2 separate regions of the Drosophila melanogaster genome follow, and region 2 is linked to region 1. Evidence: chromatin contacts called from public Hi-C data. All regions are on one chromosome and are shown on one strand. The core of a region is the stretch at or near the end of the contact, and the rest is flanking DNA. Distances in the headings are between cores, read along the strand shown. Region 1 holds the start of CrebA (Cyclic-AMP response element binding protein A). Region 2 holds the start of lncRNA:CR43951 (long non-coding RNA:CR43951).

Region 1 (6,370 bases), core at 1,784-4,283:
GCGTTGTCGTCGGTGGCGAAAAGTATTTGTGCCAGCCATAACCCATAAGATACAATATCTCTTTCTATATATACTATATAACTGTAAAATCCACTTGAAGCCGCAGAGAGCGATCGAATCCGGCAAGCAAACTAAGAGAACAGTTAAGAGAGGCGCGCATTATCTCGCTGCCTTGCAAATTAGGGGCGGTGTTGGGGTTGGGCTCGGGGTACGAAAAACATTGGGAATGGCCCGGCCCGGCCCGGCTCGAGAAGAAACCCCGAACAGTGAACACCAAGCACCAGAGGCCAGAGACGCAGACTGCGGCAGCGAGCTATGCGGGTTCAAATGCGGCCAGCATGACGAATTATTACACACAGTCTCGCGACTGGTAAATGAAATTTAATGTACACTTGAAAAAAAAGGGATTTAAAGTGCACAAACAAAAATCATATTTAAAAAAACATCATATTAACCATTCAAACATTCAACGCTATTAAACAGCAAGGAAAACAGAAGCTTATCTAAATCGCAATGATATCATCATTTAAAATAAACAAGAAATCTTCACAGCCAAAAAGACGTGGATCTACAGGTAATATTATTTTGAAATAACACGATCGAATAGATAGAACTAGATTTTGAATATTACTTTGACATTTGAAACGAAGTTCAACTCTACACCAAGCTGCATAATAGAATAGGACTGATCTGATCACACTACTTTGAATTTAAAAATCTAATATAATAATCTAATTTAAAAAAATATTTTATTTCCATAAAGTGAATAAAAAGTGAATAAAGTGAAGTTATTTACTAACGGAAACGATTCGACAATCAATATAGGCATGTTGTCCGAGCTCAAATCCCACCCTGGCTCACAATCTTTTTTATTAATTCATATATATTTGTTATCAAAACTACAAACTGTACATTAAGCTTTCAGATCTTTCGATCTTGATGTTAAGTAAAATTATCAATAATGTCCTCTTTCTCTCCGTGTAAAATACAAAACACTCGCACACTTAGTCGATTCATGGGGCTGTTTATACACTCACAATGCACATTGATGATGTTGTTGATGGGATTGTGATTCAAGTATGTGCGCGTATATACACAAAATTTTGAAACAAGAAGGGAAAGGCTACCCTTGCAAATTTACCATAAACCTCTTAAATTGACACCGAGAGTCAATTGATGTGAAGCCATGGAATCGATCAACTTTGACAAGATCATCTTAACCTTTTTCCCAATTAGAAAGTGTAACGAAATGTTTTTGGAAGTGAGTGCGAACAAAACGCTCTTCTCTATATCGAATACAGCGCACAAATATCTGTGTCATAATTCAGGGAAATCCACTACGACCAAACGAAAGGAGAAATCAATGTACTCAGCGACGAAAAAGAAGGGCGCACCAATGATCTGATCCCTCTCAGAGGCGTCTTGTTGGCCCAGCCAATTTACTATGTGGTGTAAGCCATATTGGGGATTTTCAAATTTGAAATTTTTAAATGAATACAATAAAATCACGTCAACAAACAAGAAATTAGTGGCCGAGAGCTGTGTGTATATTTTCAGCGGGGGTATACATGACGTGCACGGAGCACGGAGCTATAGTCATATACCTATGCCTCTCCATATGTATTACACAAGCGTTTTTGTGAAAACATCGCCGTTGTCATCGTCGTTTGTCTGCGCTGTATCTGTTGCCCGGGCAGCTTTAAACCGGATCTTTGGTTTGAAAGTACATTCACTTTGCGTCGTCGCCGTCGTCGCAGCATTGCAGCAGCAGCAGCAGCAACAGCAGCGACAGCAGCAGCAGCATAAGTCCAGGCCAGGCCCCAAAGATCCCCACAGCCATATCCATATCCATAGGCTCTGGCTCTCAAAGATCTCCGAACAAAACTCTTGGCTCCCAGCTCCGGCAAACAGCCTTCAAATGACTCGGCTTGGCCCGCCTGTGTTGGAATGGCCCGACTCTCTATGGTCTGCACATGTGCATAGTTCAAATAACTTGGTCAAGTTGACAAGATCAACGGAGCGAGTGTTACCAAGCGGCAGCAGCCAAAGTCGGGTCTGGTTGCAGAGCGGGGTACACCCCCCGTCCTATTCCATCGTGCATTCGGGCCAAATCAAATACTCGCAGCAACAACACAAAATCTATAATAAAAAACAGGTTAACAAATGTTGCCGCAACGCTGACGTCGACGCAGCCCATAGCGTCGGAAGAAACTTGTTTTCCTTTCCTATGCGGCTCCGGGTCTCAAATCTCAAATCTCGGGCCCCTGGTCTCCGATCTCCGGTCTCAAAACGACGTCAAAGCCGGCTTACGACAATCAACTTACATTCACTTCTCGAAACCCCAAAGAGCGTGAAAGTTTCACTAAGAGCACGCTTTTCGGGAGAGAGTCGGATACTATCGCATTTGGATTCGGATTCGATGCCGGCTAACCCGCATGTTACACAGTATCAAGGGTAGATTGGTGGCCAAGAACCATGGGAATACAATATTTGAAATGTATAGTACACGGCTTCAGTCTTCAGTTACAACTACCCCAAACACGTTAAGAAGTCAATAAATTCAATTAAACTATAGCAAATGTAACATAAGGTATGTGATTAGTTGACCTTTGGGAACGAAAAGCAACAACCCCAAACGTTTCCCGTAGATTAACGAATCAATAACACTATTAACACAGGATATTAGAAATACGATGTTATTTTGTAGCGATCTTTTCAAATTGAAAGAGTATATTTAGGCCATTTATTGTACCTTTTCTCTTCTCATTTTAATGAGGAAACATCAATTCATCATATCCTTAATTTAAATTTGTTATTTTTTTTATTACAAAAGTATCAATTGTTCGAGGTTTTCTGTATGAAATTCTGAAATTGCCGGCATTATAAGCGCAGAGAGAGAGAGACAAAGAGATAGACGGAAAGAGAGCGCTATACGTGCGGAAGAGAGACAAAGCGTTGTAGCGGAAAAGAGAGCGACTGAGCGGCGGCAGCGACGTCAGCAGAGGACTGACGTTTCGATTCGTTCGTTCGCATTCACAAGAATTTCACCGACATTTAGTTTAGTACCGTTTTTGGCTGCAGTCGCACTACGGACAGTTTATTCTAATTGTGTGCTACCATCCCATACATCCAAACATACAAATATTATTGCTAAAGTTAACGATATTAACTACACATATTAAATGCTATTATACACGGGCCGAGCAAAGCCATTTCTAAAGCGGTTTACTGCCCATTCACACACAAAACACATCAAAAAATTCAATTAAATCAATTGAAATCGTAATCGAGTCCAAAACACAGTACAGCGAAAAGAAAAATCAAATAAACTAAAATTATATGGTTATCAACGTTGAATCTAAACATACATATAATAACTATTTTCTATGAAAATCGAGTGTTTCGTTTCCGAATCGGGAAAAAAGTTAATAATTCAATTAATGTTAACGCCAAATATAATCCGACGAGAAAAGCGCATGCAACAAGTTAAATCCAGCCGACAGTTGTAAACCAAGTTAGATCCGTACACAGATACACCCCAAATACCACAACCAATACGAATGAATGCCCGGTATACACATACAAACGAAAAAGTCACACACACACACACACACGCAGACTATAACAATGTCAAGTGAAAACATTCTCTGGAAGCAACAGGTTTCCCCTTAATAAGTGTTATAAAGAAGCAACCAACAGTCATCACCCAGAACTGTTCTTTACGGAAAAAAAGTAAAGTAAAAAATAAAAGAGAAAGAGAGGTAGAAGAGCGCACGAGGAATAAAGAAGATAAAGTATAAAGAAAGAGAAAGAGCGGAGAAAGAGCCACTTTTCAGTCAGCAAAATCGTATAAAAATAATAGTATAATACCATAAACTACAAAAATTATAAGAAGACAGTTCTTAAGTGGGTTAAAGTAGAAAAATTAGTGTGACTGCAACCGAGTGGAACCGAATTAAACCATACCACACCATCCCCGAACCGCAATAAAAAAAAAACAACTAAAAGAGTTCTTAGAGCGCATCTGACTAGCGCCAACCATGGAATTCTACGATGGCGACCTCAAAGATATATGGGACTCCGACTTAGATCCGGTAAGTGTTCAAATTACCACTCCCGAGCACAATTAAAAATGCGAAAAGCAACTTGTACCCCCATATTATATCAGTCAGAACAGAACCATTGATACTTGAGAGCTTTTATTACAGCAGGTATGCTTGATATGGGCTATACGAGTATGTGAAAGTTAAAGCCGACAACTCGAACGCAACGATAAGAAAATGTCCGAGATATACATTGGTAGCTCTTATATGTATATTATAGCTCACTAAATTTTATGTGGCAATGCCCCAACTAAACTTGGTGAACTCCTTGAACTTCGATCTTTGACTACAGAGACATCTTCAATACGATTATTAAGTCATTTCGGTGTACATTTTAAACATGCAAGAGTCGTGCTTCCACGAAACGAAATTGCATTTTAAAAAATCTAAAGAAAAACACTTTAATGACCCACATTAAGCTTATCAGTTGGGGAGAAAAAACGTGAACTTATTCATGAGCTGAATTCTAAGTATGATGATCGATTTGAGAAAAGGAAAATGAAGAAACGAATTTCGATCTCCAGGGTCCCACGGAATTTAGCCAGTTTTCTTTTCTTTCTCTGCATATTAAGTGGTTCGCATTTATATGTATATGTATGCGATCACCTGAGAGAATACCGATCACCGACAAACTGGCCTACGATCAAACCTGTCCCAAGCCACCTCATAAAAATGTCCGCTCACCGCACCACCAAAATTTCGAATGTAAAAAAAAAAAAAATAACCGTATAGTGAAAAAAACAAACCAGAATCTAATCGAACTGCCCGGCTTCCAGACATCAGACACCGTAATATACAACACACCCAGAATCACAGTTTTGGTTTCATTTTCGTGGAGGACGTTCTTGGATTGCCGAACCCAATGGCATTACTCAATAGAAAAACAAAAAAAAAAAAACTTTGCCAAATAGATACGACCGATACGACCGAATCAAACAAACCCTCTAGTGCCGAAAGGAAAAGGCAGCTTTCAAGGCTTTTTATCTTGGCAGTTACGTGCTCGTTTTGGGAGAAAGACAATTTTTAGTGACTTTTTGTGTTCGAATATATCAATTTACATGGTTTTTTTTGATAAGCGACTGCGACTATATCTGGCATTCAGGAAACATTTCTGTTCATAACTTAGAAGTTTCGCTGTCCTACAAAGTTGTTTTGTCTTGGGTGGCGATAATGATAATTGAAGTTTTCCAAGAAATTAAAAGAAATTTATCATTAGCGAACGATTTCTGTTTCGGTTGTTTTGTCGTCGTAGTTCCATTCACTATCACCCCCGCAACTTGAACTACTCGTCGTACTGCAATCGTGAATTGTTTCAATATAATGAAATGAGTATGTGCCGGGCTGAGCTTCATTTGCGGAGTACTCATAGATGGAGATGCCGTCGTCTATTGCTTATCGCTGCGGAAACAGTAATGAATACATGTCGTCCGCCCGTCCATTCAGCCCAAGTCCGTCCGTTTCACTTGTTCTTGCTGTTGTACACGGTAAAAAAAAAAAACAGATCAAAATCAAATTTAGTAGATACTTACAATAATTGTATCAGTTTCAATTAATAACGTCGTTTTTTTTCGTACTTAGTGATTTTTTCTTAGAAATGGTCCGGGTTCAAGTATAAATAAATAAAATGTTTTTCACTTTGATAAAAATTAGCTTTAAAAAGCAACGGATTCAATACAACAAAAAAATTGTAATACATTTCAACGTAATTTAAAATTTCTGTCGCTTTCTTTATAACGATAAATTTGTATAATATGTTTCATAAATTTTCGCTCTCAACTTTTGCGCGCTGTGTAGAGGAAGCTCTGCTGGGCGAGCACAAAAGAAAAGAATCTATTACAGTTTGGGAGGAGGACACATGTGGAGTTGATAAGAGGCTGCTATCAGCTGGTCTAAATGCAAAGTAATGACTTTTTTCGCCTGCCTGCCTGCCTGCTGCTGCTGCTGCTGCACTTTGCAGCTAGTCAAATAGAGTATGGCTCGTCAGTGTCATTACTATTGGGAGATAATAAATGCGCGCCGGCGACTACTCGACTTGTAGACAATGTAGCCGGAGGGACAGAAATAGGCCCAATGCCCGGGAAAATGCGCGTGCAGTTTTTATTGGTTTTGTTGCATTGCGTTTTTTCCCGCCGTAAGCGGTACAATGTACCCGTACCCGGGGCGTGCGCTCAATTACCTCATAAGTATCTCAAATGCCTGTGTGTGCCCATAACAAGAAATTATCGGTTTCTGTGGGAAGTCGCCGCCGTAATACCCTCCAAATGGTC
Region 2 (6,372 bases), core at 3,164-5,663, 510 kb after region 1:
GCAGTATTAAAAACTACGAGCATATAACACCAGTTTAGTACTGATACAACGGTTTCAAGAACATGATATTGCGATTGCTATGGTTACCATAAGTTCAGATAAGAGAAGTCCAGCTCTATTTACAAAAGTCGGACTTTATTGAGCTGTAAGCCGAAGCTCAGACTCAGCTCGAATTGAGCTACTGAGAGACTTTCTCTTTGTTCGGCGAAAAACGAACACATAAGTTGAAAGTAATGAAGCAAAAAAAAGAGTCACCAGTGTGCAAAAATGAATGCTCCTCAAACGCATTTCAGAGTCCGTTTCTATGGCAATGGTAATGTGTTGTCTTTCGACTTATTTTCTGTCCTTTTCTGCAGAGTGAAAAACACGCATGAGTGCACCACTTCCGTTGGCAGCGGATGTTCCACAAAGAAGCTAATGCTCCATAGTCCGGAATTGGTGGTGCCTCCGATGACGATGGTGGTGGTGGTGGGTTGGGCCGGATTATGAGTGTGTGCGTAAAAGAGGAAGTACGTTACACACATTGTAATCGTATATAGCAAATGGAGTACTGTATGTGTATGTGTATATACCCAGAAAACTGACGCGTCATCTGTTTATGCGAATGCACGGTAAAAAATACTGTTAAGAAATTATATTTTAAACTGTTGTTTTACTTGTTTTAGCAAACTACTCGTTTATAGGATTCACAATAATATAATAGCATTTTTCCTCTCGAAAACAATTAAATTTATTTAGAACATTATAAAGCTCTCTATTGATGGTAGGATGACACATAAAATGACCTTCGAATCCGCTAAACTGGTATATTTTGGATGCTATATGTATGTAGTCATCGCTTAATTTAAGCGTAGACGAATACTGTGTATTGCGTAGTCCCAACTTTGGGCGAATATATAAAATTATAGCATTGTATGGTACAATGACCGCCCCTTATTTTTCTCCATCCACATCATCCAATCCAATTGAGTATGTTGTTTTTAAAGCAGCATTGATGATCAAGGGGCAAGTGCGGGGTGCGGAATTTTGGATGAAACCACTCGATGTGAAAACAGGGTTACCATATGGCCAGAAAAGACGTGCAAACAAACGTGTGTCATTTTGAATTGTTGTTAACCATTACCGAAAAATTCGCCGAATTCACTGGGTAAACACAAGTTTGTAATTCCGTAAATAATTTAAAATGAAATAAGAGAGCGAGTATTCAGCAACTCTACGGTCGCCATCTTTTTATGCAAGCACAAAAAAACACAAAAGAAAACGAAGCACACCCGACGAAAAATAATAAAACGTTTTCGATTTAAAAGGAATTTAAATTTAAACCCCTTACTGGTAATTTACATTTATGTATGCAGAAGTATGTATACTGATGCAAAAGTATGTATACTCGTTTTATTAATAACAAATGGAAACGTAAATGCAGTTAAACCACATGTGACAACTTTGTCTTGTGGGCACTCGTATGATCGTGTGCGCCTGTGTGGTTTTTTTTTTACTGATATATAGTGTGTGTGTGAGTGTGCGAGTAAAGATACAAGCAAAGCAAACAAAATATATTTTAGCTGTTGCCTTTGCCTTCTGATGACACGTTTTCGTTAATTTGGGGTTATTTTTCGCTTGGGGTACACAAAATACCATACTAGATTATAAAACTGGGGCTCACCTTGACGGCTTTTCTCTTTTTCTTGAAAAACTCAAGTTTGCACTGGAAAATTTCCGTTGCGTTGAGATTTGACGATTTGTTAATCGTGTAAATAATGCGCTTTCACAATCACTATTGATTTTCCGTGAACACGAACGGAAAAACACAATAACACGTTTTCTGTTATCTCCTACGCTCTGTATTTGCTTTTGTTGTTGCTGCTGCTATATCGCCTACAATTACAAAGCCAACTATCACATTCAGTACCGTGGAATACTTTTTTTGTACTTTAAATGTATAAATTTAAATCGAGACAGCGCTCAAAGCGAGTTGTCCATTGTGTCTATACGGGCCGAGATTCGACATTCAACTGAAACGAAGCAACGAGACGAGCGCTGCCGAAGTCGATTTCGAATCCCTCGGCTTCACGCTAATTCTGTAAACATTTAAGGTTATTTTTTTCAGAACTGCCAACGAGAGAGGTAGACAGACACCCTCTCTCAGCTGCCTAGCTTTGGTGAGTGGAATGTTCAATGCAGTTGTTCATTCGGCCTTCCGCACTTTTAATTTTCTTGCTATTACTGAAACTTTATTTAGCCACTTTTAGTGAAGGCGGGGCCCATAAACGTTGTTTAGAATCAAACAGTCTGGCTTTTTATTGTGGGCAAGTTGAACAATTAATAAAAATGGACAAATGCAAGTGCATAATTTTGTTGTACTACGACTAGTATTAATACGTAAATCGTAATAGACGTACTACTGTTGCCTGTATGGCTATCCCTTTCGCACTCGCAGACACCGCAGCCAGGATCATTGATTTTTATCCTCCTGCAAGAGAGCGAAGAGCATGCGCCGCGCGCGTGTCAATGCACCGCATTTCCACCTCTCTCTCACTCTCTCTCACTCTGTCTGTCTGTCTCTCCTTCATTGTGGCGAGGAGGAAGGAGCAGCTGGAACTTTCACAAAGTCCACATATCAAAAAAGGTAGATTATTATGCCTTCGAATTCCGATCATTATTTTTTTAAACGAAAAAATGCTTTTAATGATACGGCTTGGCTGGCGGAGTGCCAGCTTTAAACAAATCGGCTATGCAAAAAGCTATGTATGGAAAAGAGCAAAACAAAAAACAAAATTAAGAGAACATCTCAAAGTGCAGGCTCTGTCCCGTACTCGGTCCCGTACTAGCCTGATTCAGGTTAAACCAAAGACACTAGAAGTGTCAATCTAATGATGATGAATTAATGATGAATCCGTCCTTATACCAAAAACTAAAGAACAAGATTTACAACTTCAATTGCAATGCCTTATTTTGAGTCAATTTCTTCTATGTCTTCTAAAATGTCAGCTTTTTGATTCGCTTTTAGGTTATAGAAAATAGGGTTCCCTGGGGCGGGGTTCTAATATATATATTTTGCACACAGTACAAGGCTGAGTAATTGCTACAGTAAATATTACGCAATTTTATGTACATAAGTTAGTATATGACATGATAAAATGGCTGATAAAAACTAATAAATGCGAAGAAACCACTAGGGATTCTTAAAGTATTTGTTGAATATATTTATATTATGAAATTTACAAACATATTTCTTGAATTGACGTTTTTGCCTCGAACAAAGTATTTGCAATGAACTATCAATAAGTAAAATATTTTTAAACGAAGTCCCAAGCTTTTCTGATTAAGCCCCTTTGAGTTATGAATATATATTTGGCAGGGGAAATGCCAACACGTTCTGATACTGTATAAACAAAGATTGCCAAGTTTGAATCATTTATGGAAAACAGCCCGGCTACAGTGCGCGACATGTGTATATGGCGTCCGCAAGCAAACGGGTTGAACTTTTCAAATTTTATAAATACACGCTGCTAAATTTACCACGAAAATGTCGCGACGCATTTGAGAAATTTGCCTATAAATGCGAAGTCTAGACGACTTTGACATGTTGCAAGTCGACACTGTTTGCAGGCGGTCTTCTGCTGTAAATTAAGCGAAAATGTGGCGTCTATACAAGCATTCTATTTGCGGATGCTGCCAGAGGCACTTCGGTTTTCATTTCATATTCAGCATCAAAAGATCACTCCGCTGACCACGCAGAGTTTGGGTCTCGAGTCGCCGGACAAGTTTTAGTTGAAAAATCCGCGGGCTTGGAGCTAAACGGCCTTGCAAGGCCTTTTAAAGTTGTTGCAACCGCCCTGTTCTTGTTGGTGCTGCTTTTAATGCACAGTTAAAATAGCCTACAGCGTTTTAACTTAATGTGTTGACAGCTGTTTAAGCTATTTCAAACAACTTGAGTCACTTTGTTGCTTTAATAATGAAACCATGCCAGCATTAACAAGTATGACTCAATAGGGATATACCTTAATTTTATCTATATATGCATGTATAATATTCATTTAAGATAAATATTAAGGAGCGTGTCAAAAGATTGCTGCAACTTTGTAATTCCTAAGTTCCTCATATTACATTTCAAAAGCTATACTCTACAGTTGATTCTGTTTATGTTATATTTTGTGGCTTTTTATTAACAGCCAACTGCAGCGGAGCTGAAAACCTGTTTGCCATTTTTGTATTCTCTTCATTCATTTGTGCGGCGATTGGCAAAAGGTGTCATAACAACGCGTTGGGCACGATTCGATTAGACTAGCCACTACCCATTGCTTATAACATGTGCTGCCTGTCGGTCCCTTTTCTAGCCACCATGTATTTACCTGCTCCATTCAGGGCCAAAAAAAAAGGAAGGAAAGAAAGCACCTGGATCGACAATTGTGGACGTGTGCCGGCAGCTGCAGCAACTAGGTAATAACCGATCAGAGGATCGCCGAAAGCGGAGCCAGCAACATCTGCTCCTGGGGCAAGGGTCCTCATCCTTATTGTGCACGCTTCCAGTGAAAGGATCGCGCGGCACATGACGACGCCAGCTGCCGTCGATCCTTTGTCAGGATATTTTCGGTGTGTGGATGTGTGGAACAATCCAATAATGAGCCTACCGAACTGAGGTGTCCCGCGGATCTTTTGCTGTCAAATGATGGAGCCTCAAAAAGGATGTATGTATATTGTATATTTAAGTTTATGGTGTAGTGGATAAATACTCAAAAATAATTTTATTCATCATTTTCAGGGGAACACCAAGTGAACTCATCAGTGAACTACTATTTGAAGTAAGGAATTTGAGAGGTTATGACATTACTCAAGTGACCTAATTTCCTGTGAAACCATCTAGTCACCGTTACTAGGTATAGATTAGACTTGCCAGTTGACAGTTGTTTTAAACAAATATCTCACGAATGAATGACGCAAAACAGAATGCAGCGAGGATATATGAATTTCGTTCTAGTAAAATAAGTGAGGTAAGCAACTGATGCTATAGGCAAAACCCCATCAATCATAGGAACCTACGCAGCGCTGTAAATGGAAATGACATTGAGCGGTAATTAGAAATTGGAAAATTCTAGCTAGTAAACGCGTTCCACGAATGGGTGGGTTTTGCAGCATGGGGGTGGTGTTGATTTCATCATGAATGAAATGCGATGCGAATGAGCTCAGCATCGGCGGAGATAAAAGGTACAATCTTAGTTAATATCCAGGCAGAAACATGTGCGACAGACAGATTTCATTCCAACCCATCCCTCAAAATGACAAGCTAGCACAAGAGCGAATAAGATAAGACGGGATCCTGACATATGCCTAAGTATGTATGTACATGTGTATCTCGGCCTCCAGATTGTTTTAGAAATCACTAGAAAACGCCAGAGAGCGGAGAGCGAGATAGGGAGAAAGGGGGAGAGAGAGAGAGTGAGAGAGGGAGGGATAATGGTCGTGTCCCTGTTTATGTGGGGGTAAGGACATGAATGAAAAAAGGCGTGTTGGAGAGAGAAAGGTAGACAGGCGGCGCCTATTTGTATGCAGCATAATTCAAGTATAGTAAAGTAAACCCATTTTGTTTTTTCTATAAACCGCGGGAAGATTGAACACACATATTTATATTTACTTACCAGAGACATTTTAAACAGTGATAACGTATCAGTTTATCATTGGTTTTTTTAATGCCTTTTTTCGGCCACCAAATCGTTAATTGTTTTCGTTCACCTCTTATCGCACCACGATAAGATTATAAAATCACTTAAAATAAGTTTTGCTGTATAAAATGTTTACACAACTGTGCTCACGTCGACTGGTGGGTTTGAATGCCGTGCAACGACTACGCCAAAGCTATGTGCCTATATAGCTCACTTTCCTATAGGTATTTGTTTTGTCGGTTCTGCGTTCTCGTTTTGTTTTGTTTTGCTTGGCTTTCTAGTGAGCGAGAGGGTGCTGGCGGGGGAAAGAGAGAGAACTAGCGGGGCGGAACGGTCGAAATAGTTTTTTGCCGCCCAAGCGATGCGCAATTATTTTTGGGGGTGGGATGTCCGCACTTTCGTTGGCTATTCCAGCTGTGCGTCTCTAAACTGGAATGTTTTTTTTAAAACTTTTTTAAGTTTAATTAATAACTATTTTGCAAGCTATTTATATTTCTGAATATATTAAAATTTCAAAAACAAACAACTGTCAGCACACGAAGTCGTAGTTTTAAATAAATGCTAAATGGGGTCACACTGTTCAAGGTGCTTGGCTCGCTGATGTATCGATACGCGCTAAAAAGATATCGATAAGATGCATCAGTGGGATCAAGTCTACGCTAGGCCGTCAGCAGCGTTTTCAACCAACATTTATCGAATAAAACGGTTTGGA

Evidence for each region. Hi-C and Micro-C count contacts between places; a contact is called where the count stands out from the background.
Region 2: a contact with region 1 is called in a Hi-C map of the Kc167 cell line, with 1.6 times the contacts expected there. A contact is called at or near these places in 2 of 107 Hi-C or Micro-C datasets (the Kc167 cell line and eye imaginal disc) and 1 of 7 datasets of targeted methods (the Kc167 cell line).

Annotation. Positions count from the first base shown.
Region 1 is chr3L:15,532,362-15,538,731 of dm6, forward strand. It overlaps CrebA (Cyclic-AMP response element binding protein A), which reads left to right and starts at 3,034. Exons shown (of 6, transcript NM_206374.2): 1 at 3,034-4,094. The coding sequence starts at 4,041.
Region 2 is chr3L:16,044,822-16,051,193 of dm6, forward strand. lncRNA:CR43951 (long non-coding RNA:CR43951) reads left to right here and starts at 4,414. Exons shown (of 2, transcript NR_073940.1): 1 at 4,414-4,688; 2 at 4,763-5,482. It overlaps Diap1 (Death-associated inhibitor of apoptosis 1), which reads right to left and starts at 6,213. Exons shown (of 2, transcript NM_001274989.1): 1 at 5,637-6,213.